Regions from separate parts of the Mus musculus genome. Here all the other regions are linked to region 3. Evidence: chromatin contacts called from public Hi-C data. All regions are on one chromosome and are shown on one strand. Each heading gives the region's core, a stretch centred on a gene start, on an enhancer-like site or on the middle of the called end of the contact. The rest is flanking DNA. Distances are from core to core; before and after follow the strand shown.

Region 1 (6,987 bases), core at 3,103-5,602, about 10 Mb before region 3:
TTATTTGGTAGACATTTTCCCCAAATGTAGCCTAGGCTAGCATCCAACCAGTGGCAACTTTTCTGCCTTAGTTTCCCCAGTTTGGAGATTAAAGGTGTGCTTCCTGGTTACTCTCCCCATCAGATATAATGGGTAACGGCTTAATGGCTCAGTGGATAAAAGTGCCTGCTGCTGCTAAACCTGACAACCTGAGTTCAGCTCCTCAGGCCCACATGTTGGAAGGAGACACACACACACACACACACACACACACACACACACACACACACACGCACACACACGCCCACATCCAGACACACAATAAATAGCTTTAACTCAGCCTGAGTAATCCAGGTGGGAATATACTTAAGGCCCAAGAGATCACCTTAATGAATCTGAGTAGGCCTACTGAGGCAGCCACATGGTCTCAGTGACCTCAGTCTGTTGTAGCAATTATTTATCTACCCCACCTTAGATCATTCAGTTCCCAGATAAAAGACACAGAACTTTTATATTAATAGTAAGCCTTAATCAGCACTAGAGCCGCGCAGACAGCCACCTTCTTAGCTATTAATGTCTACTTCCATATCAATAACCCTGAGGTATATCTTACCATGTCCCATCAGGGCAGCTCTTAACTCAAACTGACCAGCCCTCATGGCCATGTTTTCATGATTCACCTACGCTAAGGCGTCTTCTCCTCTCTCCACCATCTTCTTCCTCCTTATGGTTCCTGCCTCGGACCCCAAGCCTGGGAACCAAAACCTCATCTATCTCTCTTCTGCCCTGTTATAGGCCGCAGGCATCTTTATTCTCCAGTATACATAGAGACAGGCAAGCCGGGCGTGGTGGCGCACGCCTTTAATCCCAGCACTTGGGAGGCAGAGGCAGGCGGATTTCTGAGTTTGAGGCCAGCCTGGTCTACAAAGTGAGTTCCAGGACAGCCAGGGCTACACAGAGAAACCCTGTCTCGCAAAAATCTCAACAGTTTTAAATTAGGGAGCAAGGTTTGCACAACAAGAACTGCTAAATTTGAGAATTCACTCATTGGCCTTTGTACAGAATTCAGCATTACAATACATAGCAACAGACCAAGCCTCAACACGGGTCCCTCAGGCCACATGCCTGTTTTGTCTATTCCAAGGACGGTGAGAAGGCAAGCCAGGGGTGGTGATGGGGATGCTCGCGCACGTGATGGATACACAAAGCTCCAGGTTCTCAGTTTAAGAGAACTCCAGACCACAGCAGGGTGCTTAGAGGCACCTGGAGTTCAAATGGAGACCTGTCCCTTTGTAAAGTGGCTGAGCGGGACCTTCAGCTTTCGTCATTGGGACCCACGGAGGCCAGACATGCTGGATCCTTCAGAGCTGGTGCTATGGCTTTAAGCCACATTATGTGGTTGCTGGGGACCCAATTCATATTCTCTGTAAGAGCAGCAAGAGCTTCTAACTAGGGTCATCTTTCTATCCTTCTAAGAGTCCTAGATTTCTCATCCAGGACTTCCTCAGCAGGAAAGTAGCAGTTCCTCTCCTAGGAAGTTGCTGAGAACAACAAATATCTAAAAAGTCAGCCAACCACAGTGATTCATGCCTGAAGTATCAGCACTTTGGAAGCAGAAGCAAGACTGCCACAAGTTTCAGGCCAGCTTGAGCTACACAGAGAGACTCTGTTTCATACCACCATTTCTAGTGCTGGCAGTGTATACCTATAATCTGATGTGGAGGAAGAAAGAACAAGGTATTCTCAGCTACATAGCAAGTTTGAGGTCAGCCTGGGCTACATGGGTCCTTTCTCAAACAAACAAACAAACAAACAAACAAAACAAAACAAAAACAGACCAAAAAATAAAGCAAAGTGAACAACTCCTTCAGAGTAGTGTCTAACACAAACTACTTTTGTGGTGTGACAGGTTTTCTGCATTTAATTTTGATGATGGTGGCTGGAGTACTTGGTGTGTGTACCTTACAAATGTGGTTAGAGAGCGTAAGAGCCTCTTTCCTTCCTTCCTTCCTTCCTTCCTTCCTTCCTTCCTTCCTTCCTTCCTTCCTTCCTAGTCAGGGTCTCACTATGTAGCTCAGGCTGGCCTTCCCTCATCTCCTGCTTGGCTTCCTGAGCTCTGGGATTACAGGCATGTTGCCACTATGTCAGGAACTAGGAGTTTCTTTATCAATCTGGACAAGGGCCTGTGGTCTCTTTTCTAGTCTCTTCCCTTATTGTGCGTGTCCCTGTGTGCACTACTCTCTTCCTGAGACCTTGGACTCGATTCATGACCTTCATTCTCTAAAGTAGCTTTCCTCTCTCAGCGAAGTCATTCCCTGGCTCACCAGACCTCAGGACAGTCCAAATCCCTCCATCCAACTCCACGTCCGCTGCTGCTGACCCTGTGTTTCCAGCTCCACTTTGCCAGTTCTTTAAAAAGTCTTTACTGTAGATCTGCTCGGTACTGTCTGCTTTCATGGCACTGGCCTGCATAACGTGCTCACTAGCATTTGTAGCTGCTTCGATTCTAGAAGCCAACACTGAGATCTGTCCTTGGGCTCCATTATCACAACTCTGGCTACTCTGGAGTCACTGTCTGGAGGCACAGAACCACTGGCTTCTGTGTCAAAGCCAGGCCCGAGCAGAAGCTGTTCTCTCTATTGCTGGAAGCTAACTAAGTAGGGTACTTAAGGCATCTGGCTGTTTGAGATCAAGGAAGTGGGACCGCAAAGAGCAGGGTGGCTGTGGTGACTTGTAATCAGGTGATTGTCTGAGATCTGGGCTGGTTTTGGGGGCTGGAGACCCTACCGGTCCTTGTGCAGCTTCAGGAGCCTCTTCACATCCTCTTTGCCTTTGGGGGCTGGGCCAGCCTTCTCTAAGGCCTCCTTCAGGAGCTGGCTGTTCTTCAGGCCATAGACATGAGGGAGAACAGGCTCCACAGCAGAGGGTAGAGGGGGAGGGGGAGGGGGAGGGGGAGGAGCAGGAGGGGGGGGAGGGGGCGGCAGTGGGGATGAAATAGATGTATGGAGACTACAAGGAGGGGATGGTAAAGCTAGGTCCGGGGGATTTAGAGGTAAAGGAGGTGGAATGTTGGTGTCTGGGGTCTCATGAATTATTGGAGAGATTGTGGGTTTTAGGGGGAAAGAGCATGGAGAAGTCATTTGGGGTCTACAGGAAGAATAAGAGGCTCTCCCCAAATCTCCCAAGGATGGAGATTTTCAGTTTTTAAAGGAACTGGATGAGAGATATTCAGGCCTGCACATTGAGATCTGTAAAAAAAAAAAAAAAAAAAATTAAAACTGGAGTTGATAGCAGAATATGGTGTCTGGCCAGTTGTTCTGGGAGAACCTGGGCTAGTATTTGAAACAGTGGAAAGAGAAACTGGGCTAAATCAAATGCTGAAGGATCCCGAAGGGTGGTCTGTGCTATGGGGCTGGGGCTACATTAGAAGGGACATTTTGTAGGTGTCATCTCATCTGCTGTAGCTAAGCTAGTTTTGGTCACTTCTGTTATTCGGAGGTTCAGATCTGTTGTGAGGTGTCTAAAGGATGTGACTTGCCTACTTTTTGCATTGCGGGCCTGAGTTTGAAACCTTGACTTTACGAGCTAGGGTTAAGAGGTTACAAAAAAGGCACGTGGGTGAGAAAACAGCCTAATGGTGGGCGGGTCATGGGCTTAGCGGGGAAGTATGAGAGTCGCAGCAACTCAGCGATCAAAGGCCAACTAAGTTGGTATAAACCTATCAATTTAGGAACTTAGGAATCTGCACAAGCGCCTCCCCAGGAGGAAATGACGTCACCCGGCCAGCCTCCACCTGTCCTTTCCCATCCCACGTGATAGAACTCGCAACCAGCACAACGCTCTTGAAGGTCACGTGATACTGGCGGAAGGGGAAGAGGTGTGGCTTCCGAAAGGCAGTCTTAGAATGCACCAGAGCTCTAACCATGTCCCAATTGGCCAGAAGCTCGTGCCCTTCTTTGATTGGTCCGTTCCCTCGCGTCCAGGGGGCGGGACCCCAAGTGTTCCTTTGGCAGACGCTGAGGCCGGGGGAGAGACTCTGAACTTACCGAGTTTGCCCGCCGTGATTAGCTCGCGGAAGGGAGAAGCCGTTGCCGGGGAAGATAGTTGTGTGTCTGTGCAGCGTAGCTCGGCGGGCGTTGTCGGCGGGAGCGACGGCTCAGGTGGTGGGTTCCCGCGGGTTGTAGACGCTGCTCGGCGCCGGGGAGGCGGGTGGAGCACTTCGGGAGGCCTCTCTTTGAGAGACTAGGATGTTCCAAGTCGGCCCCTACTTTCTTAACTGGCTCCGACATCCGGGGTCTTTTTTCCTCCCGGGACGCCTTTCGCGCACGTGGACTAATGGGAAGCGCCGCTCGGTGTGCTCCGCCTGCCGGGACTCGTAGAGCATTCTGGGATTCGTAGTTAACCTCTCTAGCTCTCCCTTAGCACGCGGGTTGGAGAAGCGGGGGCCTGTGCTGGCTTTGTTGCTAAGCTGTGACATCCTCTTCCAATTCCGGTCTTACTCGACTTCCTCTTGGAAGGGCGATCCCTGAGCATCAGCCCTTTGGAACAAAGAATTTGGGAAACTTAGGGCTAAAGTCGCTTTTTCCTCCTCTTTAAGCCGTACCTGAACATCTCACACCATGGCCACCATAGCCACCATGCCAGTTCCCGAGACCCGTGCCAACCACACTATTTATATCAACAATCTCAATGAGAAGATCAAGAAGGATGGTGAGTTCTTGGGGTAGCCTGACTCAAGGTGATATCACAAGAGTTGACCCCTTTTCACCTCTAGCATCCACATTTCTTTTTCAGCCTTCCCCATTCTGTCTGTTAGGAGTTAACTTTGGCCTTTGTACCTACTGGTTCCTTGGTTTCACCCTAGGTTTTACACTCTGCCCTTTAATCTGCGCATTGTTAGTGATCTTCCAGGTTTTAGCTCATAGGTCCCTTCTTCCTTTGAAGCCTTCCAGGATCGTTCTTGCCATCAGTCTGCTTTCATGAGACTGTCTCTGTCCACTGACCTCTGGGTGGTGGCCTCAGTGATTGACTACAATGCAGATGACACACAGGAGGGATGGGCAATGGATGGCTTTGTGATGTGGGTGATTGTGCCGCGTTCTAAGTCTTGACTGTCTTTAATTCTCACAAGCCTCTCAGATTAAGTAGTTGGAATTTGGGTGGCATAACTTGCCTGGGATCAAATAGCAAGAAAAATGAGACAGAAATGTGGGGTTCTGCTTAAGCAGATTCTTAGACTGGGCTGGTTGGCAGAGGCTGTAATTCTGTTCTTCAGGAAGAGTGAAAGTTTGAAACCATTTGGGACAACATGGCCAAAGCAGATAAAAAAGAAACCAAAGACAAACGGTTTCTTTTAGGGTGTGGAGGTACAGGGCTGTAATCCCAGTACTCAGGAGACTGAGGCAGGAGGAGCTTGAGTTCCAGACCAGCTGAGGCGACATAGCAAGACCCAGTGTCCAAAAGGTTTGAGGAATGTAGCTAGTGTTAGTCTTGCCTAGCAGGAGTAAGGATCTGGGTTCAAATCTCAGCAACTAAGAAAATCAGCATGGCCTGGAGAGAGCTCTGTGGTTAAAGAATGCTGCCTGATCTAACAGAGGATCTGGTTTTGATTCCTTGCCTCCAGGGAGGTTCGTAACTGTGTGTGTCTCCAGTTCCAGGGGATACGACATCCTCCTCTGGCTTCTGCAGGCAAAAAAAAAAAAAAAAAAATCCACACATAAAATTTTTTTTTTTTAAGATTCTTTTTAAATAGAAATCCCTACCAAATAATTCAGTTCTTGTCTGGAAGTAAGGCCCATAGTTAGAAAGTTTCTGCAAAGACTGAATCCCGGCACACATTTTTAAAAAAGTAAACACAAATGACTATTTTTATGTATTTATTTTGTGTGCATCTATAAATGGATGCATGAGGGTGGTCAGGACCCCTCTAGAGAAGCCTTTGTCTTTCAGCTGTTGAGTTCCTGAGATCATATTCAGGTCGTGAAGGCTTGTGAAGTGGATGGATGCTCTACTGCCCTTGCACTGGCCCCTTGGTGCATTGCTTTGTGGAAGTAATTCAGAAGTTAAGGAAGGGTAAATACTGGTTCTTATGACCAACTGGAGAAAAGTGTCGTGGGAGGACTGGGAAATGACTCAGCTGGTACGCATGCTTGCCTGTAAGCCTGACTTCCCAGGTCCCACTGTGATTGACTTCAGGTACCTGGTGCTCCTGCCTCAGGCTCCTGAGGGTTGGGATTCTCGGGTGGGGCCAGCATGTCCAACTGACAGGCTTGTAGCTGTTAGTGGTGGTCGGTAAGTGGACTTGTGATGTCAGCAGGAGACAGGGTAAGAAGAGGGCCATAAGGGGACATCTGGACAGTGAAGTTGGAGAGAGCTTCCTGCAGGGAGGCTGCAGATTTATGCTGAGACTTAAGTGGCTAGAGGGGCAGTCATGGAGATGTCAGGAGAAGGGCATTCAGTGAAGAGTACAACGGCTGAGGTGTGGCGGACACTAGGAGGCCGTGCTTGTGAGTCAGACTGAGACAGGAGAATTGTTGACAGTTTCAGGCTATAGAATGGGATCCTACCTTGAATAAACAAGTGAAGGAAGGAAGGAATCGATGGCATGTCAGGCTTAAAGGCCTGGAAGGTTAGCTTAAGAGTGAAAAGAAGTGTTTGTTATTTGAACAGCAAGTTTGTAGTAGGTATTATAGCTGCCCACGTCTTGTAGGACGTAGACATGTCCATTTGAGTGGCTATTGGCTGTTTCTGTTACTGTGGGCTTTGAGATGTAGCATTTCTGGGTATTCAGTCAATTGGCTGGTGGCCCCTTATTTGGGCTGACATTTTGGTTTTGTGATTTTTTTTTTTTCGTTTTTCTCTCCCCCGCCCCCACACCCCCCCAATCCCCAGCCAGGGTTTCTCAGTGTAGCCAATCCTGGCTGTCCAGGACTTGGTTTGTAGACCAGACTGGCCTCAGATTCTCAGGGATCTTACTGCCTCTGCCTTGCAAGTGCTGGGATTAAAGGT
Region 2 (6,772 bases), core at 2,196-4,695, about 10 Mb before region 3:
AGTCTGTTGATTGCATCCTTGTGAGGTCACTAAACATGCTCTTTGGGCCTCTGTTCCTTGCACGTCTGTTCATGGACTGCTCCTTCTAAGAGGCATGTCAGGTCAGATAACAGTGATACTAAGAAACCCTGAAATAAATCTTTTTTTCCCCTTCCTGGTTCAGTTACCATAGACATACATTCTTTAGCTCAATTTCTTTGTGAACTGGGCTTGTCAGGGCTACTCCTGAGGCAATTCAGACCATCCCTGATATATACATATATGATTTTTACACATGCATATATATGTATGTGTATATATACATACATACATATATATAGTATATACACATATATATTTTGTGTGGGTGTACATACACACACATGCATATGATTTGCTGGTGCATGCCTTACCCACGTTTGGAAAGGCAGAGGCAGGTTGATCTCTTAAGAGTTTGAGGCCAGTCTGGTCTTTATAGGGAGTTCCAGGCCAGCCAGGGCTGTGCAGTAGTAGATCGGTGTCTCAAGAAAAAAGAGTGGGCTGGAAAGATGGCTCAGCGGTTAAGAGCAGAGCACGAGTGGGTCTTCCAGATGACCCAGGTTTGATTCCTAGCACCTAGCTCTGTAGCTCCAGTTCCAGAAGACTCAAGACCCTCTTCTGGCCTTTAAAAATACCAGGCACACATGCAGTACTCAGACATACATGCAGCAGTTGTTTGCTTTCATTGCTTTCTTTATAGATGAGTGGGTTGAAGCTCATAAGCTAGAATAGCTTAGCTTCTAGTGAGGAAGTAGCCTGTGAATGTGCACAGTGAGCCAGGTGGGACAGTGCCTAGCCTGAGGCCAGACGTTGAGTGTTTGCTCAGTACCTGGGAACCCTGGCTGTGGCTGCTAATCAAAGAACTGCCTTGTTCTCAGACCTCAGCACAGGAAATTCCAGGGTGGTTTTCTATACTGGCTCCTCTAGCTTGGTCTCTGGAGGGTCCAGGTACCTAAAACGACTTGAAGGTGGAATCAGATAGTCCAGCCTGCCTATCTGCGTCTCTAGTTATCCAGGGGGTGATCGCTACTTGGAATTGCCTGAATTGCTTTGGGCTCGAGTAGGCATTTTCTTTGGCCCATAGCCCTTACCCTCTCTCTAAAATGGTACTGGCTGGAGAACAACCTTGGGGAGTGGGTGAGGGTGAAATTTGGTTTGGGGCGGAGACAGGATCGAGAACACAGGTTTCCTTGATATTCAGCCTGGAAGGAGGGCAGGAGGAGCCCAGAGACCTCGTTCTTCACTTGGTCATTCTCAGTCCATGATGGTGTGGTCCCCAGTGCTCCTTGGCATCGTCGTCTTGTCTGTTTTTTCAGGGCCTAGCAGGGCTGATCGAGCTATGCCCAAGCTGGCTGACTGGAAGCTGTGTGCGGACGAGGAATGCAGCCGTAAGAGTCAGGGAACAAGGGAAGGGGGCTGAAGGCTTGGACTGCTAGTCTGTTTTGCAGTTGCTGTCATTTCCTTCTCCCTCCCCAGATCCTATCTCCATGGCTGTGGCCCTCCAGGACTACGTGGCCCCTGATTGCCGCTTCTTGACTATATATAGGGGCCAAGTGGTGTATGTCTTCTCCAAGTTGAAGGGCCGTGGGCGCCTTTTCTGGGGAGGCAGTGTGAGTCTTCAGAGAGTGATAATGGGAAGGGTGTGGGGTTTGTTTGGGTTTGTAAAGCCTTGTTTTCCATATGAAGGGAAGATTTGGGGGGAGGGGAAAACGAGATTTGGGGGAAGGAAGGACATTTTATTACTTATTGCATTTTTTTTTTTTTTCTTTAGAAATTACAGAGAAGCTTAGCGCCAAAGCTCTTTTTCATACCCGGGATACAACAGTGAACAAAGGGGTAGAGGCAGGCAACCAGCAAGCCATCAAAAGTGGCAGCAAACATGACATTGTGAGGATTAGTTGTAGTGGCAACATTCTATCCATGAGCAAATGGCATTTAAGCTGAGATTCAAGTAAGAGGGAAGATTGTACACAGGCGTTCAGCAAGCATAAGTGCCGTTTCCCCAGATGGACTTTTAACTTCTTCTCCAGGTTCAGGGAGGTTACTATGGAGACCTGGCAGCCCGCCTGGGCTATTTCCCCAGTAGCATTGTCCGGGAGGACCTGACTCTGAAACCTGGCAAAATTGATATGAAGACCGATGTGAGTGTCTTGGGGGTGGAGGTGGGAGTAGGATGATAGTTCCTTTATTTGCTTACCTGTTTATGAGAAGTAATTATTTTTGTTGTTGGTATGTACCCAAGCTGGCCTCAAAATCACTAGCCTCCAGTTTCAGCCTCCTGAGGGCTGCTGAGTTTACAGGCCCTGCCCAGTGCTGAGTGATCTCTAATTGGGAAATGGCAGAGGGTGCAGTACTGGAAGCTAATGTGTTCATTTCTGGGTGATCAAACCTAGTCCTTGCAGCTATAACTTTGTTAGAACCACTAGGCGCATTGCAATGTCATCACTGGTTGGTTTTCTATCTACTCTTTTTCAGCAATGGGATTTCTACTGCCAGTGAGCTCAGCCTACCGCTATCCCTGCAGTTACCCTTCCGGCTCTATGCAAATACAGCAGCCAATGGCAAACTATTTGTCTCTTTGGTTTTTGGGGTTGGGTGGGTATGTGCAAAGAATGTTTCACGGGTTTCTGAATATAGCCAATTAATGCCCTGAATGTTGTAACGTCAGTGGCTACTAGGCAGAATTTCACTTTGCAAGCCCTTTGCTCCAAGGTAAGGTTTGGGACCCCCAAGCAAGGGGGTAAACAGTACAATATATGTACGCTTTCCTCTCTTTTAAAGGGAGTTGAATCATTGGTATGAGCCAATAGATCCCGAGAAGCGCATAGAACGTACAGTTTTTTTGTTTTGTCTTTGTTTTGAGGGTTTCTCTATGTAGGCCCTGACTGTTCTGAAACTCACTATGTAGACCAGGTTGGCCTTGAACTCAGCGATACATCTGCCTCTGCTTCCTGAGTACTGGGGTTGAAAGCATGCGCGACCCCAGAGCCCGACCAACAGAGGTTTTTCTTGTAGATAGGGATAAATGTGCGCGTGTCCTCAGCTTTCCTCTTTCCGGTCTATGGGGTTAGAAATTACACTCAGCAGCCTGAGATCCATTCTTCCAACTCTGTCCATCCTGCCCTTGCTCCTTCTTGGCATTCTTGTCCCCGCCCCGTGCCTACGTATAACCAATACGGAGTCTAGTCTCTGCTCCCCGATATTTGACCAAATCCGTTCCACCGCTAGGGCAGCATCTCTGCCTCCGCCCTCTCCCACTTGCTCCACCAATCGCTCTTCTATGTCACGCCCCTTTTGACTCGGCCCCTCTCATGCCACCAATCCGCGCCGCTTATCCCGCCCACTGCCTCCTGAATCCACCAATCACTGCGTTGGGCGAGCGTGGCCTGGTATCCGCAGCTCCGGAGGCTCGCGCGGGAGGGGGGGGGGCGGTGAAGGCGGAAGTGGCGGCGCCGGGTCCAGAAGTGGAAAGGAGCTGAGGCTGCAGCCCGAGTGGAGCGGCTGCCAGCCGAGGAACAGGCGCGGCTGCGGCGCCATATTGCGGCCCTCAGCGGTCGCCACTGAGCCATGGCCGAGACCTACGGTGAGGCTGATGGGCCGAAGCAGGGGGGGCTGGGCCCGTAGTGGATGTGGATGTGGAAGTGGGGCGGGGCTTTCTGGTCAGGTGGGCGGGGTCTGCCCGGATACGGGGCAGGGCTAAGTGGGTCTGGGGCTGAGCTAATCGATTTGGGTGGAGCTTGAAGAGGCCGCTGTACGGGTTAAAAAGATCTAGGGCGGGATTTAAGGGACCTAGTCTTGGTAGATTAGGGTAGGGGGTAGGCCTTGAAGAGGGAAGCAAGCCTTCCTGGGCGGAGCATGAGTGGATAGGGCGGGGCTGACGGTGACCAGCAAGGGTCAGGTTTTATGGACTACAGAGAGAGCCTCACAGATGCTGTGCACCCTGCACACTCTGTGGGCTGATCTGGTTTGAGAGGGCTGGAGTGATGTTCTTGAGTTATAGATTTGAAACTTAGCGTCAAGAAATGCGGCATAAGTTTAAGGATAGAGGCCAGGGGTTCTGGACAGAGGATGGGGAGACAAGGTTCAGAGTTAGGCAATCAGTATGGATGTACAGTGTCAGGTGGGTAGAGGTAGGTTGGAAGGCAGTAGAAATCTCTGACGACAATCAGAGACAGCTCCATTCATTGAACACTCATAGAAAAGCCACAGAATCTGGTGCACACTTACCAGAGGAGGTAACCAGTTTAGGACATAGGCCCAACGTCAGAGGCCTTGACAGAGTGAATGAGTGAGAGGGGGTAGGAGGTGAAGTGAAGAGGAATGGAGGTCAGATTTAATTCTTGTTGAAATGGCTTTTGAAATGCATCAGGTAAGGTCTTGCATTGTGGAGACCTTTAGTTTGGGTTTGTAGCTTAGCTGTGCCTAGCTGTGTAGTCTTGCTTTCGTCAGTTAACCTCTCTGGCCTCATTTTCCTAGTCTGGAAAGTAGAAGTCCTTAGTATACTTCCTTCTTTCCTTTTTAAATATTTATTTAATGTATATGAGTACATTGTAGCCGTATTCAGAGCCACCAGAAGAGGGCATTGGATCCCATTATAGATGGTTGTAAGCCACCATGAGGTTGCTGGGAATTGAATTCAGGACCTCTGGAAGAGCAGTCATTGCTCTCAACTGCTGAGCCATCTCTTGAGCTGTATAATTTTATCTTTAGAGCTTTATTTATGATTAAATGAGTCTTTAGGACTGTGATGGGCATGTATATGGTAAACACTATATAAAAATAATTTTGTGTGCTATAACCCTCTCATTTGGGAAACCGAGGCAGGAAGACTGCTTCAAGTTAGAGGTCAGCCTGGACTACAGAGTAATACTCTTTTTCTTTTCTTTCTTTCTTTCTTTCTTTTTTTTTTTAAGACAGGGTTTCTCTGTGCAGTCCTGGCTGTCTTGGAATTCACTCTGTAGACCAGGCTGACCTCGAACTCAGAAATCCACCTGCCTCTGCCTCCCAAGTGCTGGGATTAAAGGCGTGCGCCACCACTGCCTGGCCAAAGTAATACTCTTAAAATAAGAAAAAGAGAAAGAAAGAAAAGTGCAGTGTGCTGGCACTTCCAGCAGTGGGTAGGCTGGGGCAGCAGGATTGCAGTTCAAGACCAGATAGTGAGTCCCTGAGTAGGAAAAAGACAGACAGACAGACAGACAGCAGTGGGTAGGCTGGGGCAGCAGGATTGCAGTTCAAGACCAGATAGTGAGTCCCTGAGTAGGAAAAAGACAGACAGACAGACAGACAGACAGGAAGGAAGGAAGAAAGTAGAGGATGGCAGCACAGTCTTTTAGAGGCTGAGGTAGGAGGAGTGCTTGGAGTTTGAGGACAGCGAGGTTAGTCTGGAATACATAGTGAAGCTTTGTTTCGAATATCAGTAATAATAATGAAAAAAGAAAAAAGAGTCCTCTTGAGCCCAGTAGTGGTGCACACCTTTAATCCCAGCGCCCAGGAGGGCAGAAGAGGCAGGGGAATCTTTGAGTTTCAGGCCAGCCTAGTCTACAAAGTGAGTTCCAGGACAGCCAGGGCTATACAGAGAAACCCTGTCTCAAAAAAAAAAAAAAAAAAAAAAAAAAAATCATCTTGGGCTAGGTTGGCTAGCATGCAGGATTTCCCAAGTTCTATCAACAGCCCTGCAGACTTCTGGATTTTTTTCTTTTTTTAAGTTTTCCTGTTTTCTTTTCTTTCTTTCTTTTCTTTTTTTAAATGCATGCTGTATTTATACTTTTGTGTAAAAGTATACTTTTTTATTATTATACATAAGTACACTCTAGCTGTCTTCAGACACACCAGAAGAGGGCATCAGATCTCATTACAGATGGTTGTGAGCCACCATGTGGTTGCTGGGATTTGAACTCAGGACCTCTGGAAGAACAGTTAGTGCTCTTACTTGCTGAGCCATCTCACCAGCCCAAAAGTATACTTTTTTGTATTTATACTTTTGTGTATACTTTTCCTTCTGACTTTCTGTTTCTTCTCTTATTCCCTTTGTCTTTCTCTCCCTCTGGATATCTTCGGCACCATCTGCTCAGACTTCCTCTTCAAATTCCTGGTGATTGGCAGTGCTGGAACTGGCAAATCATGTCTTCTCCACCAGTTTATTGAGAATAAGTGTGAGTTTCTGGCAGGACCCTGGAACTGCGGATGTGGTCATGGTGTGGGTCAGTGGGGCAGCAGGTGGGGTAGGTAGCAGGTACCATTGACTAAAGCTAGTACTATAGGCTTGCCTCTAGCTTTGGTGGATGGTCTTTGCTAAGTTCTCTGCCAACCCAGCAGTGAGAATTGGGGTACAGAAAAGGAGGAAGAGGTCTGCAGGATGGGGGGGATTCCAGGAGCCCCTGCACTGCCCCCCCACCCCGTTTCCCTCCTACTCTCAGTCAAACAGGACTCCAACCACACTATCGGCGTGGAGTTTGGATCCAGGGTGGTCAACGTTGGGGGGAAGACTGTGAAACTACAGATTTGGGACACTGCTGGCCAGGAGCGGTTTCGGTAGGTAGCCTGGGTTCCCAAGGAGGGGAGAGGGAGGAAGGGGAAGAAAGGTGTGTAGTAAGAAGGTAATGATGAAGTAAGAGCAAAGAGATGCTGAGCAGGGCAGGCAGATGGGGGGTGGGGCAGGGGAGGGGGTGGGCATATTCAGCTCCTGGAGAATCTAGTCTCAGCATATCAGCAGCTTTTAATTAAGTTATGTGTAGATTGAGATTATGTGAGGTAT
Region 3 (7,520 bases), core at 3,117-5,616:
CATAAATTAATATATATATACATGCATACATATATGCATATGTGTGTATATATATATATATATATATATATATATGTTGTATATATATGTTACCGATGTGAAGTATGCAATTATTCACAGCCAACTAGACAGGCACAGGCATCAGCAGAGTCATACCAACTCTGACCACCAGAGGGCACGCCAGGTTTAGTTAAAGCTCCATTGCTTGTGGGTTTGGCTTCCCAAACTCCTTTACATCCTTTTAAAGTATGGAGGACTCCTAAAGTAGGCCATATGAAATGGAGAAGTTGGGCATGGTAACCCACTCCCAGCACTTGAGGGTCAAAGGCAGGAGGATCAAGAGTTCAAGGTCAGCCTCTACAAGAGTGGTTCTCAACTTCTGAGTCACAGGAGGGGCAGGGACATCAAATGATCCTTCCATAAAGGTGGCATGTCAGATATCCTGAATATCAGATATTTATGTTACAATTCCCAACAGTATCAGAATTACAGTTATGAAGTAGCAGTGAAGATAATTTTATGATTGGGGGTCAGCATGATTGAGGGACTGAATTAAAGGGTCACTGCATTAGAAAGGGTGAGAGCCACTGATCTAGGATTTAGTGAGTTCAAGGCCAGCCTGGGCCAAAGTGATCACACACACACACACACACACACACACACACACACAAAGGAGCTTAAACAGAGATGCCCTGCATGGTGGATCCATGAAAATCCCATGCCAGGTGCAGGATACCTCCCTAGGGTCTGTTGGCTACAGGGTCCTTAAAAGCCCCAAAAGTGGTAGAGGCTTGTCATTAGCCACCCATGAGAACTAGACAATAAGGCCCTGCTGCAGAAGACACAGAGAAATCAAGCTGGAAGTGATATGGAAGCGTCCTTCCTGCTGGCTAGAGTTCACAGTGCTACTGGAAGGTGGTGTGCAGATCGCTGGGGGGGGGGGGGGGGGGAGTTATCAGTGATCTCACTCAGCGGTGGCCCTGCTTGCTGCGATACTGGCCCACAAGGCAAAGCGTGTGCAGCACTGCGGTAGCGCCATGAGTGGTCCAGGTGTAACCAACCACTTTCTCCTTGGATCTGAGACCCAATCCGTACCGTGGGATTCACAGCTGGTACTATAAGCCTAGCCAAAAATTTATGGCTAAGGGGTCATGGGCCCTATGGGAGAATTCACTACTGATGTTTTCTTAAACAAACATGTAGTCAAACTGCCTTCTTAACATTTCTGTTTATACTCACAGACTAATGCAGCTTTGGCAGAATAAGTCTCTTCTGGAAGCAGGCAACAGTTAAAGCAGAAATTGATAAATGCCCAAATAGCTGCAAATAAGGGAATGTTTAGTACTCAGACCTAAACAAGACATCTCTATCACCAAAGAAAAGGAGGTGATGGAAAGGTTGTAAGAACCAGAAGATAGGGAAGAAACCCCCAAAATGTTGGTTTCTGGAGCATTTTACGAGGTCATTGCAATCACGGACACTCAGCAACCATGGCTACCTGCACAAGACTTTCCCCCAAACAACCCCCAAAAGACATGAAAGCAGGAAGGGGACTCATTGGGAAAGGGATAGGAGTCAGCAAGAGCAAGAAGGGAATAAGAGAACTTAAAGGGGAGCTGAGTGGTGGTGGCGCACGCCTTCAATCCCAGCACTCGGGAGGCAGAGGCAGGTGGATCTCTGAGTTCAAGGCCAGCCTGGTCTACAGAGTGAGTTCCAGGACAGCCAGGGCTACACAGAGAAATCCTATCTCAAAAATCAAAAAAAGAAAAGAAACAAAGAAATCAAAAGAAAAGAAAAACTGAAAAGGAATCAGTTTGACACCAATCCATTGTGTGGAATTCTTTTAAAATTACATTTATAATAATAAAATATAACATCAGAGCAAGTTTCCTATCACATATCCGTGACCATGGAAACTGTCAGTGTACAGGGGGAGAAGAGTGAGGCAAGAGCATCTTACTAGTGTTATAAAAACAGCTTTGGAGAGCAATGAGGGTGGGAGGATCACTGAACATGCCCCAGAGCACCCCTCACAGACCTGCACATTCTATTTTGAGGATTTCAGCTCTCTGCTTTCAGTTGTGACCTCCAGTTAACTCAGCGCTCCTCAATGACAATTACTGTCAAGTCATTTTTTTATTATTGTGAAATATAATACACGCGTAGGGTAGTTGCTTTGCGAGCCAGATTGCTAAAAAGAACAATGGAGCTCAGACTTGGTGGTAGTGCCCCTGTCTCCTGCTTAGAATCCCCCAGTGAGGGGTTAGGGTGTGGCTCAGTGGCAGAGCCCCTGCCTAGAATGCCCCAGTGAAGGGCTGGGGCGTGGCTCAGTGGTAGAGCATCTGCCTAGAATCCCCCAGTGAGGGGCTGGGGGCGTGGCTCAGTGGTAGAGCCCCTGCCTAGAATCCCCCAGTGAGGGGCTGGGGGTGTGGCTCAGTGGTAGAGCCCCTGTCTAGAATCCCCCAGTGAGGGGCTGGGGGCGTGGCTCAGTGGTAGAGCCCCTGCCTAGAATCCCCCAGTGAGGGGCTGGGGGTGTGGCTCAGTGGTAGAGCCCCTGTCTAGAATCCCCCAGTGAGGGGCTGGGGGCGTGGCTCAGTGGTAGAGCCCCTGCCTAGAATCCCCCAGTGAGGGGCTGGGGGCGTGGCTCAGTGGTAGAGCCCCTGCCTAGAATCTCAATATCACAGTGAAGAGCTGGGGATATGTATGGTTCTGGTTGAGTTTGTCCCAAATTCAATCCTCTGTGCTATAAACACAATAAAACAATAAGAAATAAATAAACCCTCTCTCCTGACAGTTACAGCAAAGTCCTCAGAGTTAATCTTCACTATACTAGTTTGGTTCATATATCTTCCCAAAACTGGTAATCACTGTGGCCAAGGAAGTCCTACAGTGATTGGCTCTGTCTGGATTTTGCCTTCTTCCCTGGAGTTGCTGATAGCATGGATATAGTCAGATTTATTCAAATAAAATCAACTGAAACTAAATGGCATGGGAGCTGGGCATAATGGTACACACCTGTAATCCACTTGGAAGGTGAAGGCAGGAGGATAGAAGTTCAAGGCCAGCTCTTGCTGGCCAGTCTTGACGGGGTTACATGAGACCCCATCTGAAAATAAAATGGAGAAGAGGAGGAAGAAAGAGGAAGGAGAAAGAAGAGGAGAAGGAAGATGGAGAAGAGAAGGCAATGGGAGGAGACAGCTTACTATTTTCCTGAGTTGAGGTGGGGAGCCATGTGGATTTTTAGAGGAGAATTTTTTTAAGTTTTTTATTACATTTTACGTGTGGTGTGTGTATGTGTGTGTGTGTGTGTGTGTGTGTGTGTGTGTGCGCGCGTGCGCGCAGATAAATCAAAGACCTTGCCTTCCACGATGTGGGGGGAGGGGGGAGGGCCTGGGGATTGAACACTGGTCTTCAGGGTTGGCAGCAAGGGCCTTAAACCTGGAGCCAACCGTCTAGCCGAGAAGAGCACTCTAAAGAGAGTGCGCAGTTATGTGTGAAAGTCCTAAGATGGAGCTTGCCCAATAACTCAAAAACAATAAATCCATTTCTGCCGCAGTGTAGAGTGTACCCAAACCTGCATACGGAAGGAACACTGCTCCTTCACCCCTGTCCTTAGTGTCCACGCCCTCTCCAGCCTACACAGGAACTTCCTTCCTCTTCCTTACCCAGCTGTACCGTCTTCCACCTGTCCATGTCACTGCGCACGTATCTCTCATCGGTTCTCTGTTCCCTTTACAAGTGGGTGTGATGAAGCTAAAGCATATTTACTTGACAGAAGCTTAATTATTCATCCGCAGGAACCTGCACAGGGAGTTAAGAGAGGCCACGGGTCAGGATGGGGTGGAGACGGGTGGACAAGGAAGATTCTGGGAGGCGGGGTCCACAGTGGGGCCACACAGTGGAGGGACATGGGGTATGGCAAAGAAAGGGGTTATGAAATACAGGTGAAGTAGAGTTCGGGGTGGAGAGAAGTGGGGACTTGGTACGTCAAGAAAAGGACAGAGCGGGAGAAAGGAGAGGGGGTTGGGAAAGGTGGGAGTGAAGGCAGAGACTGCGACAGGAACTGGGACACAGAGAACAGTGAATCAGATGGTTCAGAAGTGTACATATGGAAGTTCAGAGACTGGAGGGAAATCACGCCCGGCGGGCTCCGGACTGCCAAGGAAGTCTGGGGCAGGGGCGTGGCTGGGGGTGTGCATTACATCGGATTCCCCAACCCCTTGAAGTTCCAAGTCTTCTCCTTTAGTCCCTCCTCCTTCTCGGGAGCAACAAGCCCACCTTCCAATCAGAGCCGCGGGCTGGGCAAAGACCAGCCAATGGAGTGGCAGAGGTGGAGCTGGGGAGGGGGCTCACACAGGCAGGGGAGGGGGACGCTGGGCATCGAGGGCTCTGGAACCGCGAAGGGCGAGCCATGGCGTTGGGGCTGCAGCGCGTGAGGTACAGGGCTTCGGGGATAGGATGGTGGGGTCTGGGGGCTCTCTTTGACGGAGCTTTAAGGGAACCCCTCATCTCTGGGGTGTGGCTCAAGTTGAGGACACTGTGAGGCGCCCGATTGGGGACACATCCCGATGCACCCTCCACCTTAGAGGTTTTCAGGGTATCAGGGATTTACCCCCAGAGCTCCAGCTGTCCCGCCCCCCTCCCCTGGAACTGCTTTGGGGTTATGAGCTGCAATTTCCAGATACATCGGGTTCAATCCTCCATCTGGCTGGGGGTGAAACTCCAAGTTCCTTATGGATTGGAGGTGGTCGCGTTTGAGCAAGGAAGACTTCTTCCAAAAAAGTCTTTTCCTCCAAATCCCTGAAAGGAGTCTTCCTTGGCAGTCTAGCTCTTGTGGTGTTAATAAGGGATCCCCAAACTGGAGTTTCTAGGGAGTCCCTGAAAGACACTATTTCTGAATTCCAGGAGAGAGGTTAATTTTACCATGCCCTTTCTAACAGTCTCCCAAGCTTCAAAATGCTCTAAAATGACATGGGGATAGGGAGGTCCTCATTAGAGGCTGTGTGGGACCTAACCAAGGTCTTTTTGCCTTTCAAAGAGTGGAATGATAGCTGGGGAAGGAGATTCATGCCTGTAAACCCAGCACTTGGAAAGCTATAGGAGATTGATGCTTTCAAAGCCAGCCTGGCCTACATGGCAAGTTCCAGACCAGCTTTGGTCTACATTTTCTTGTCTCAAAAAACAGCATTAAATAAGTAGGGTCGCTCCTTTTCAGTACCAACAGAACAAATCTGAGCCACTTCCTGCGATCTGGTTCTGTGTCAATTTCATCTGCCTGGACCCAGTCTGTAATTGAGGGAGGAGGGCCCCACCCAAACCCTATTTGAGAGACATCCTTCCGAAAGATGCCCTGGCTAATCAAGGGAAGGCAGCGCCCTCCTGTGGCTGGACACAGCTGGGGTTATCCTAGGAAGAAGCGGGTTCTGTGTTCACCTTGCAACAGGTGCAGAGGCTTTGGGACCATAGCCAGTGGAGCCCATTTCGCCAGGTTGCCACGGGAGACCCCAGAAAAATTTCCTAGACTCTTGGTATTCCCTGTCTAAATTGGGGCATCCCTCAAGCCTCACCCCTGTCCCTCCTCCCTGGCTTCCGAGATCTGATTGGTTTTTCTCTACACCCAGTTTTTACCCCCTACCTCAACCCACCCAGGCTCGCCCTTTTTCTGGCCCTGTCTGGCCCATCTATTCCAACTTCTGGCCCTGAGCCCACCCGGGAACTCAGTCCCCACCCCTTCTAGGCCATCCCTGGTGCCGCTCGTGACAGCGCCCCTTTATGGTTGTGTGAGGGCCCTCTCCTAACTTAACTAGGGTGTCATCGCTCCCCCCCCCCCACTCCTCCTCCCGTTAGCACCCAAGGCCAGCCCTTTCCTGTGGTGTCATCCCACGCGGCCGCACATCCAACTTGCACCCGCCTCACAGCTGAGCTCCGGGCCCCTCCTGCACCCCCAGGATGACAGTTGGCATCAGAGGGGGCTTGGGTGAGGGTGAGTGGTTACCTCTGGCGCCGTGTGCCCCTTTCTTTCTTCTAGCTTCCGTCTCCAAGCCATCTTACTCTTTGTGGGGAGTATTCATAGGAGATCAAGAATGAGCACACTGCCCTGAATACCCACCTGAGAGCAGGGTTTCCGGGAAAAACAGGACAGATGGCTAGACACCCCACCGAATGACATGAGAACAAGTTGGATCAAGGTCAGAGAGACTCCCCACTGACCCCTACCTTAAGTCCTTTCTCCAACCCAAACCTTGTCCCCTGGCCTCTCAGGTCACCTCCAAGCAATATCAAAGGGGTCAGATGTAAAGCTAAGCCCCCAGTGCACCTCAAACCCTCTACAGTTTTGGCAAGCCCCTCCACCCCCCAGTACCCAGCTAAGAGTCAGAGAGAAGCTCAGAATGTGAAAATTCTTAATGTCTTAATTCCCTGAGCTGTTCGGGGTGAGAAAGAGATGGGGTCTTTTCTCTCTTGGCTAAGACACCACTGGGCCCCAAGTCCCCCTTCCCAGGCCTCACCCTGGGCCCCTAGGCCCCACCCTCTGTTCTCAGTTAGAACACGGAGTGAAGGTGGCAAGGTTCCAGGCGCACGTCCCAGGCTGGGCACACTGCCAAGGGGTTGGCCCAGAGCTGGGCCAGCTAGGGAGATCCGCAGCGGTGCTGGGACAGGAGGAAAGGACTTAAGGCCACCAGGCAGAAAGGAACAGACAGGAGTCCCTGGGGTGGTGGGCACACCTTCTTGAAGAATAACATTTTAGAACACAGGCTCTAAAGTCAGGGTTCAAACCCCCAAGCTTCCACTCCCTGGCCCAGGGATTTCCCTCCCAGAGCACCAGCTTCCAGTCTTGGATAATGGGAGTCAGAACTCTCCCAGTGAGGAAACAGATCTCTCCCCCACCACATACACACACACACACACACACACACACACACACACACACATACACACACACAATGAGGTGCCTGAAATCAACAGACCCTGCTCTTGGGAGCCTCGGCAATTTCTGTCACCCATCTGAGGTGGCTTCCAAAGCAGGAAGGTAATGGTGGGTGCATGGTGGGTATGAAGCTTCCCTGAGAGACAACTGAGCAAGGTAGACTGGAATGGCCATGAGATTACCTCCTGAGCCACCCAGGCTAGCCCTGTCATTGCTCTGGGCCTCAGCCTCTGTCTAAGACAGACTAACCTCGAACTCATCACATTCCAGGATGACCATGAATTCAGGCTCCCTCTGCTCCCACCCCCTTAGTGATAGATTTGCAGGCAGGTACCACATCCTGTGCATGTAGTTCCGCTAGGCAAATGCTCCTCCTGCTGAACTGCATGCATCTCAGGCCCTGTTTCTGTCTTTAAAAATATATATATGACTTTATTTATTTCTGTACCCGTGTGTATAGGGAAGAGGTGTTTGTTTGCCTTTGAGAGTGTGTGAAGGTCAGCGTTCAGTTCTCTAATCCACCGTGTGGGTTCTGGGAATCGAACTCAAGTGGTCAAGCTTGGCCCTGTTCCTACCTTCTCAAAAGGGAGATGAT
Region 4 (7,173 bases), core at 436-2,935, about 14 Mb before region 3:
AGCACACTGGAGGTGGAAACAGGAGAACCAGGACTTCGAGGTCAGTCCTAGCTATAGAGAGCATCTGAGAGCAGCCTGGCCTACACACAAGACTGTGTCTCAAAAACAAGCAGAAGAAAGGGTTCTGTCTGGAAGGAAGTGCGGGGAGGAGGAAACTGGTGCAGAAGACAGAAGGGAGGGTCAGCGCATGGAGACAGGAAGACGATAAGATGGAGTGAGAAGGAGGAAAGTTTCGAGGGGCATCCATGGGAGACTTGTTTAAATTTTAGAGTTGTTTCCTTTCTAAGGACTTTTGGGGAGTAAAAACTCTCTTCCTTTTACAGTGTCTTACTGTAGTTCTGGCTGTGCAAGAACTCACTGTGTGGCCCAGGCCAAGCTTACACTCAGAGTCATCCTCCTGCCTCAGCCTCCCAAGTGCTGGGGTTACAGGTGTGAACTATTGAGGTGGCTTCCCATTAAAATCTTATGACAGCCAGGTGGGAGCTGTGCATGCCTTTAGTCCTAGTAGGAGACAGAGGCAGGCAGGTCTACAGAGAGTCCCATGACAGCCAAGGCTACACAGAGTAACCCTGTCTCAATGGGAGAAAAAAAATAAACTTATGACAACGAGTAGTGCTTAAAGAACTAAGTATAAATGGGGGAGACTTCATGAGAAAACTACATCATGTTTCATATATTCTTAATGAGATTTAAGAACATCACGGGTATCTCTCTGTGGTGCTGGAGCAGGATGGAAGGAGGTGTTTGGTCCAGCCTTAGCTGGGCAGAAGAACAAAGGTAGCCTGTCCTGGAGGACACCTGCTAGATGCCTAGGTTGTCTGGAGCATATGTAGAAAAGAAGCCTGGAGTATAGCATGAGGTGGGGGCTCTTCCAAGGAGACTTTAAGCCTCCCAAAACACTCAGGTCAGCCTTGGGTGTCCACCACAGCTGGATTCCCTTTCTCCATTGCTTGAGATGGGGCAGACAGTAGCTATGAAGATTTCCCTGCAGTGACCAGATATCAGGAGTCAGGAAGACATGAGGATCCCCCAAGAGCTAAAGGGCAGCCATCCTTGGACTCTGATTCTTTCCCTCCTTAGGTCAGTAACTTGAGTTCTCTTCTGTTCCTAGCCCCTGGAGGTGGCGGTGTGTAGGATCCTCTGCAGATTTCCACTGCTGTCCCTGGCCAGAGTGCAGGAACCAGAGGACCCAGAGAAGGCGGTGGGGACCCAGCCTGGCGCCAGGGAGTGTGCCCCCAATCAGCCGCCAGACCCACCCCAAGGCCGGAGCCAATGCACCCCGCTCTCCCTCCCCAGGCCTTGGCAACAACGATCCTATTTGTACCCTAGACCCAGAGACTCAGGCCTCCAGCTCCTGGGATCCAGGAGTCCATCCCCAGTCCCCTGGGATCCTAGTGTCCCTCCCTCCTGCATCTCCTGGTCTCCTTCTCCAGGACCTTCCCAGCTTCCCCTCAGGGTCCACATCTTGAGCTTAATAAATGTGCATTCGTTTTTTCCCCCCGTTCTGTCTGTGTATTGTCGTCTGTGGGCACCAGAGGACTGGGTGGGAGGCTGAGTTGATTGTCCTTTTCCCCCCTCCCCACTCCCCCCTCCTTCTCTTCCTCCTCCTCCTCCCTCCAGGGTCTCCTCCCTCTCATTACATCCTTCCTTCCACACCTCACCCAAGGGTCTTCCCTTCTCTGCACCTTGCCCCCATCTGCGTCCCTCAGATCCTCGAGTGGAGGCCACCGCCTTCAGTCCCCCACCATCCTCCTCCTCCCCAGCTCCCACCCCTGCCTGTGGGGCCTGGAAACGAGAGAGGAAATGACTGGGACGCTCTGGTCCCCGCCTGCCTGCGTCCGCGCCCGCCCGTGGCCACACCCTCCACCCTGAGGCAGCTCCCACGCGGTACTCTGACACTTCAGTCTGGAGATCTCCGGCTCAGATGTAAGTCCCTCTTTTGCTCTATTGCTCTGGGCCACACACGCAGGTGGGAAGCTGCTTGGGAGGAGAAGAGAAGGATCTCGATGCCTCTCTGCCTCGTATTCACTCTGTGGGCACCTTTTCTGCCTCAGTCTCCCTAGAGCGCCTCCATTGCGGGCAGACAGGTCCCTCTATGATCTGCCCATCACGGGTGCTGGGCGCGGTGGTGCCTGCAGGGCAGCCGGACACCAGCTCACTTTTTCCTTTGAGAGCAGCCCTGCGTTAGTCACCCTTCCTGTTCCCCTCCTGGCCCCGCTGCTCTGGGCTCCTGCCCTCGAGGGAGCAGACACAGCGGGCCACTGGCTTCCTCCACTCAGGAACCATGGGTCGGGAGGATCAGTTCCAGCTTTAGGAGGAGGGAGCGGCATCTTTGCCTCAGGGGTGTCAGGAAGCCAGGCTCGCCTGATGCTTCTGGCTTTCTTTGGGGATCAGCTCCTGGAAGAAGGGGATGGTGGCCTGAGACGGAAAAAAAAATCTCTCCCCAAAGGCAGATACCAGAGGGTCCTTGAGACCAGACGCCTGCTCCAAAGAGGCTGCGAGGGGGTGGGAGGGTGCGGAGGGGCTATGCCTTACCTTTGCCTCAGCTTGTCCCACAGATGTCACTGTCCAGTCGCCTGTGTCTCCTCACTATTGTCGCCCTGATTCTGCCCAGCAGAGGTAAGACACCACCACCACCACCCCTCGCCCCAATCCAGCTCCAGGAGGCAGCTAGATGGGTGATTGCAAAGCTCAAATACTGGGTACCATCTTCTCACTCTACTCCCTCGCCAACCCCCACCGAGTGAGCGAGCACCAGGAAGTGGGATTGGCGAGGCAGGCTCTGGGTAGCACCCTCTTTGGACACTTTTGAGCTCGGGTGATCCAGAGGGTCTGACTGGAGCCTGTCCTGCTGAGCATCCTCCCTTTCACCTCTGAGAAGAACTTGCTGAGTTTGACTTGGCTGGGAGATTGGTGTCAGTTTTCTACTCGGCCGCCAGGAAACCCCAGGCTCCAGGCAAAGCAGAACTGATGGGTTTTCTGAGAATACAGTTGGGCAAAGGGGTCCAAGCTGGGGCTCAGAGACCCTCACTCTGGCCTGGAAAGTACTTGTAAAAGTGCCCAGGTGGGTGGGCAGTTAGTTCTGTTCTGTGCCTCGCCATGCCCATTTTGTGGATGGAGAGAACTGTTGTTCAGTGAGCACACAAGGCGGGGTGGGGCACAAGAAGAAGAAGGAGCTGCTGATAAGCCCAATGAATCTGAGAGTCAGTAGAAGACTGGGTTGGGGTGAAATCGATAAGAAGATGTGGGACCAGGTAAAAATTGTGGGCTCTGAGCCTGCAGGGTCTGTCTGTCCTGGCATGGGTGTTCACGGGTGACTTCTGGCTGCAAAGGCTGCTAGGCATCTCGGGGGGGGGGGGGAGGAGACAGGGTCTAGCCCATGAAGCATGAGGAGCAAGCCCGTTCCCTCCTTAGCTGTCTGTCTATGGGGCAGAGAGCCCTGCTCCTTTACTAGCTCGTGCTTTTCAGATGAGGCAAATGAGTGGCTCAGGTCACGGAGCGAGGAGGAAGTGGTCGGGAGTGGAATGTGCTCCAAGGCCCTGGTTTACCCCAAACACCTGCACTCTCAATGAGGCTGTCCTGCAAGGGTGTGCAAAGGTCCTGCGGCAATAGGAAGACTTCAGTCACACTCAAGACTGTAGAGTGACCCAGTTAAAGCTGATTCCCCTGGGTCTTCAGTGGGTCTGGCGAGGTGGGACAGAAGACAGGAGAAGGGGGTGAGAGACTCCCTCCTGAACTCTCAGCCTTTATCTCCCCAGGGCAGACACCAAAAAAGCCCACATCCATTTTTACAGCGGACCAGACTTCTGCGACTACTCGTGACAATGTCCCAGGTAAGAAAAGTGATCGAGGGCTGGAGAGATGGCTCAGTGGTTAAGAGCACTGACTGCTTTTCTAGAGGTCCTGAATTCAATTCCCAGCAACCACCCAACCATCTGCAATGAGATCTGATGCCCTCTTCTGATGTGTCTGAAGATAGCTACAATGTGCTCATTCCCATGCATAAAATAAGTAAATCTTTTAAAAGAAAAGAGAGAAAAGGAAAGGAAAGTGATCAATGAAATTCTCACCGTGGACAACACCACCACCATGCTTAGACCAAAGAGGGAAATTTACATTTGTGTAACTGGGAGGAAAAAAAAATAGGGATAAAGATTCAATAATGGCTTGATCTAGGTGCTTAAAAGCTACTACGAGGAACCTAGTACCAACTCTTGCTTCCAGTTGTTCTATGTGGGGTTCAGTCATCCCAGCCAGCTAAAGCTCCATCTTGCTCTGCCATCAGTTGCCCTGTTTGATGTCAGAGGAGGAGGAGGAGTCTCCAACCAGGACCCAGCCACTGAGTGCTGGGCTGACAGGCACCCCTCCATGCCTGGCCCAGGAGTCCTGATTAGAGCAGGCAATAGTGGTTTGTGGTCAGGGAGGTTTGGGAAACTGAGTCAAACACCTTTTTTCCAGGGAAGGCGTCTGAGTCCTGCTAATGGGTGTGGAGGCAAGGGAGATCCAGGCATCCTACATGAGTGCTTATCAAGGAACCTGAATTCCTCTCATGGCCTCAACATGGACCATGTTCAACCATGAGGACCCCAGTTCAATCCCCAGAGCTGTTATATAAGGCCCGCCATAATGGCATGTGGTTGTAAACCCCAAGGTGGGGAGACAGAGGCAGGTGGATCTCCAGGGCTTGTCAGCTTAGCGTACTTGGTGAGTCCAAAGAAGATGAGAGAGCCTGTCTCAAAGAAGGGAGGGCAGGTGGCTCTTCAGGAAAGACACCGCAGAGTGAGTGCCTCTGCCCACCTTGCACACTGTATAGGCAGTTAAGAAAAACATCGAGTTGCTATGGAAACTCTCCAGTCTTCACCTAGGGAAACTCTCTGCTGCTCCCTTCTCACTTCTCTCTCTGACCCTGTTTTTACCCCAGATCCAGATCAAACCAGCCCAGGAGTCCAGACCACCCCTCTCATCTGGACCAGAGAAGGTGAGTGGAGGGGGAGGGGCAGAACCCACACTTGCATCCTTACCCCTGACAGCTGCTGGTCCTCACTCCCTCCAGCACACCCCAGCTCTAGACCCTTGCCAGCTGCACTCTATCCCTTACTTATTTTGTCCAGACATTACTATTTTGTAGCCCAGGGTAGCCTAAAACTCAGGGCAATCCTTCTGCCTCAGCCTCTGGAGTGTTGGCATTGCAGAATGTGCTGCCTGTGTCTATCTACACCCAATCCCATTGACTTAAAAACAAAAATCTCTTTTTCATTGACCCATTTTTAAAAGTTGAGCACTAGATGTTTATAAACACTTCCGGTGAGTGCTCAGCCATAGCTTCTGTTCAGGTCTGGATCTCTTTAGATTTTTTTTTTCTAAATAATAATTATACTTTTTCTTGGAGTATAATATAATTTAGAGTACTTCTTGTAATTTCTTCAGTTAATGATTAGTGATGCTGAAGGCATGGCTCAGTGGTAGAGCCCCTACCTAGAATCCTCCAGTGAGGGGCTGGGGGCGTGGCTCAGTGGTACAGCCCCTGCCTAGAATCCTCCAGTGAGGGGCTGGGGGCGTGGCTCAGTGGTACAGCCCCTGCCTAGAATCCTCCAGTGAGGGGCTGGGGGCGTGGCTCAGTGGTAGCGCCCCTGCCTAGAATCCTCCAGTGAGGGGCTGGGGTGTGGCTCAGTGGTAGAGCCCCTGCCTAGAATCCCCCAGTGAGGAGCTGGGGTGTGGCTCAGTGGTACTGGGCTTATCATGTACAAGATTCTGAGTTCAATCCCAGATAACATAAAAGTTGTTTTATGCCAGCACAAGGAGGCTCTGGCAAGAGGATTAAAAGCTTAAGATCAGCCTGAAGAGACCCAATTTTATCTCGTTTTGTTTTGTTTTTAAAACTACCAGGTGAAGACTGGTAGTGGGCGCACATTTAATTCTCCTGGACTGTTCAAAGAGAGTCCCTACTCCATCCCAGCAAGGTGTCACCTGGTATTTCAGCCTGGAATACCCCCATGTGGAGGGAGCCCTGGCAGGCAGGTCTGGGGAGCTGAGCACATCTCTTCCCCTCAGTGCTCACCCTCCCCTCCTTTCCTTCCACCAAAGCAGAAGCCACAGGAAGCCAGACAGCAGCCCAAACCGAGACCCAGCAACTGACAAAAATGGCCACCTCGAATCCAGTGTCAGATCCAGGGCCACATACAAGCAGCAAGAAAGGTAGAGCCCCAGCTGGCAGTGTTTAATTTCCTCTGTTTGTTCTCTCTCTCTCTCTCTCTCTCTCTCTCCCTCTCCCCCTCTCCCTCCCCTCCCCCTCCCCCTCTGTGTGTGTGTGTGTGTGTGTGTGTGTGTGTGTGTGTGTGTGTGTGTGTAGATGTTTGGAGGATTCTGGGTTAAAGTCAGTGATTCTTTGAGAACGACCTTCTCGGGTCCTTGGTGAAGCTAACTTCATAGCAATCAACTCCACGTTGGAACATTCTAACATGCCTTACCCTAGTATAATAGTTGAGCCGACTGGCCAACTGGCCATCCGTTTCTCCATTGCTGGGCTGGTACTGAGAAGTGGAGTTGTGGGTTTCCTTTGTGTCTTTTTTCTGTTACAACAGGAGCTTTTTAGTTGCAACCTTTAAAAAAAAAAAAAAAAAAAAAAGATGTATTGGCTCAATTCTGTAAAACCTGAAGATAAGATGTCAGGCATAGCTAGATAGAGGAAATTAAGCACAGTCAGTATGTCTAAATTGCTTGTTGTGCCTCTTTTGTCTTCTTTCACTTTTCTTCTTGGTAGTCAAAATGCCCCATGGTCGCCCAGCTCAGAGCCACACAACTTTCCCATAAGCCCCGCCTAAAACCTGGGCTTGACTTTCATTGGCCCGGTTGAGCTCACATGTCCTTGTATGATCCAATGGAAGCCTGAAAGCAGGCTGTTCTGATTGGTCGATGAAGCCTCAATCCTCACTGGAAAAGTCCACACAGCCCAGAATCAGGAAGGAAGTAGTGTCCTCGGGACAAGTAGGTTAGTGGTGGCAGCAGGTGTGTGGAAAGAGGCTGAGCTGAGACTAAGGCAGCAGATGACCCCTTAACCTTTGTGTGACGTCAGAGCTCAGGAGTGAGAACATGAGGCCGGCGTGGGGTACATGGCAGACCCTGTGTCCAACATTTTAAATTAAATTAGAATTAAGAAGAGAATGCCCCGCTATT

Evidence for each region. Hi-C and Micro-C count contacts between places; a contact is called where the count stands out from the background.
Region 1: a Hi-C map of B cells shows a contact between it and region 3, with 6 read pairs. The contact joins the promoter of BC024978 here to the promoter of Hif3a in region 3. A contact is called at or near these places in 1 of 39 promoter capture datasets (cranial neural crest) and 1 of 484 Hi-C or Micro-C datasets (B cells).
Region 2: a contact with region 3 is called in a Hi-C map of B cells, with 5 read pairs. The contact joins the promoter of Rab4b here to the promoter of Hif3a in region 3. A contact is called at or near these places in 1 of 39 promoter capture datasets (cranial neural crest) and 1 of 484 Hi-C or Micro-C datasets (B cells).
Region 4: a Hi-C map of B cells shows a contact between it and region 3, with 5 read pairs. The contact joins the promoter of Fxyd5 here to the promoter of Hif3a in region 3. A contact is called at or near these places in 2 of 39 promoter capture datasets (cranial neural crest and second pharyngeal arch cranial neural crest) and 1 of 484 Hi-C or Micro-C datasets (B cells).

Annotation. Positions count from the first base shown.
Region 1 is chr7:27,193,146-27,200,132 of GRCm38.p6, reverse strand. BC024978 (cDNA sequence BC024978) reads right to left here and starts at 4,352. Exons shown (of 7, transcript NM_001243888.1): 1 at 4,026-4,352; 2 at 2,767-3,227. The coding sequence starts at 3,119. Snrpa (small nuclear ribonucleoprotein polypeptide A) reads left to right here and starts at 3,862. Exons shown (of 7, transcript NM_015782.3): 1 at 3,862-4,142; 2 at 4,577-4,689. The coding sequence starts at 4,599.
Region 2 is chr7:27,175,556-27,182,327 of GRCm38.p6, reverse strand. It overlaps Rab4b (RAB4B, member RAS oncogene family), which reads left to right and starts at 3,445. Exons shown (of 8, transcript NM_029391.2): 1 at 3,445-3,601; 2 at 6,090-6,170; 3 at 6,435-6,549. The coding sequence starts at 3,586. It overlaps Mia (melanoma inhibitory activity), which reads left to right and starts at 1,179. Exons shown (of 4, transcript NM_019394.3): 1 at 1,179-1,406; 2 at 1,495-1,628; 3 at 2,049-2,159; 4 at 2,494-2,587. The coding sequence starts at 1,283. The coding sequence ends at 2,517. Mir3101 (microRNA 3101) reads left to right here and starts at 6,235; the gene lies at 6,235-6,322.
Region 3 is chr7:17,059,273-17,066,792 of GRCm38.p6, reverse strand. It overlaps Hif3a (hypoxia inducible factor 3, alpha subunit), which reads left to right and starts at 4,366. Exons shown (of 15, transcript NM_001162950.1): 1 at 4,366-4,437. The coding sequence starts at 4,412.
Region 4 is chr7:31,036,843-31,044,015 of GRCm38.p6, reverse strand. It overlaps Fxyd5 (FXYD domain-containing ion transport regulator 5), which reads left to right and starts at 1,685. Exons shown (of 9, transcript NM_008761.4): 1 at 1,685-1,926; 2 at 2,559-2,619; 3 at 3,759-3,833; 4 at 4,922-4,978; 5 at 6,088-6,195. The coding sequence starts at 2,559. It overlaps Fxyd7 (FXYD domain-containing ion transport regulator 7), which reads left to right. Exons shown (of 6, transcript NM_022007.1): 6 at 1,112-1,501. The coding sequence ends at 1,134. It overlaps Gm38984 (a long non-coding RNA gene), which reads right to left and starts at 7,173. Exons shown (of 3, transcript XR_881944.2): 1 at 6,860-7,173; 2 at 6,468-6,599. It overlaps Mir7050 (microRNA 7050), which reads left to right and starts at 3,699; the gene lies at 3,699-3,758.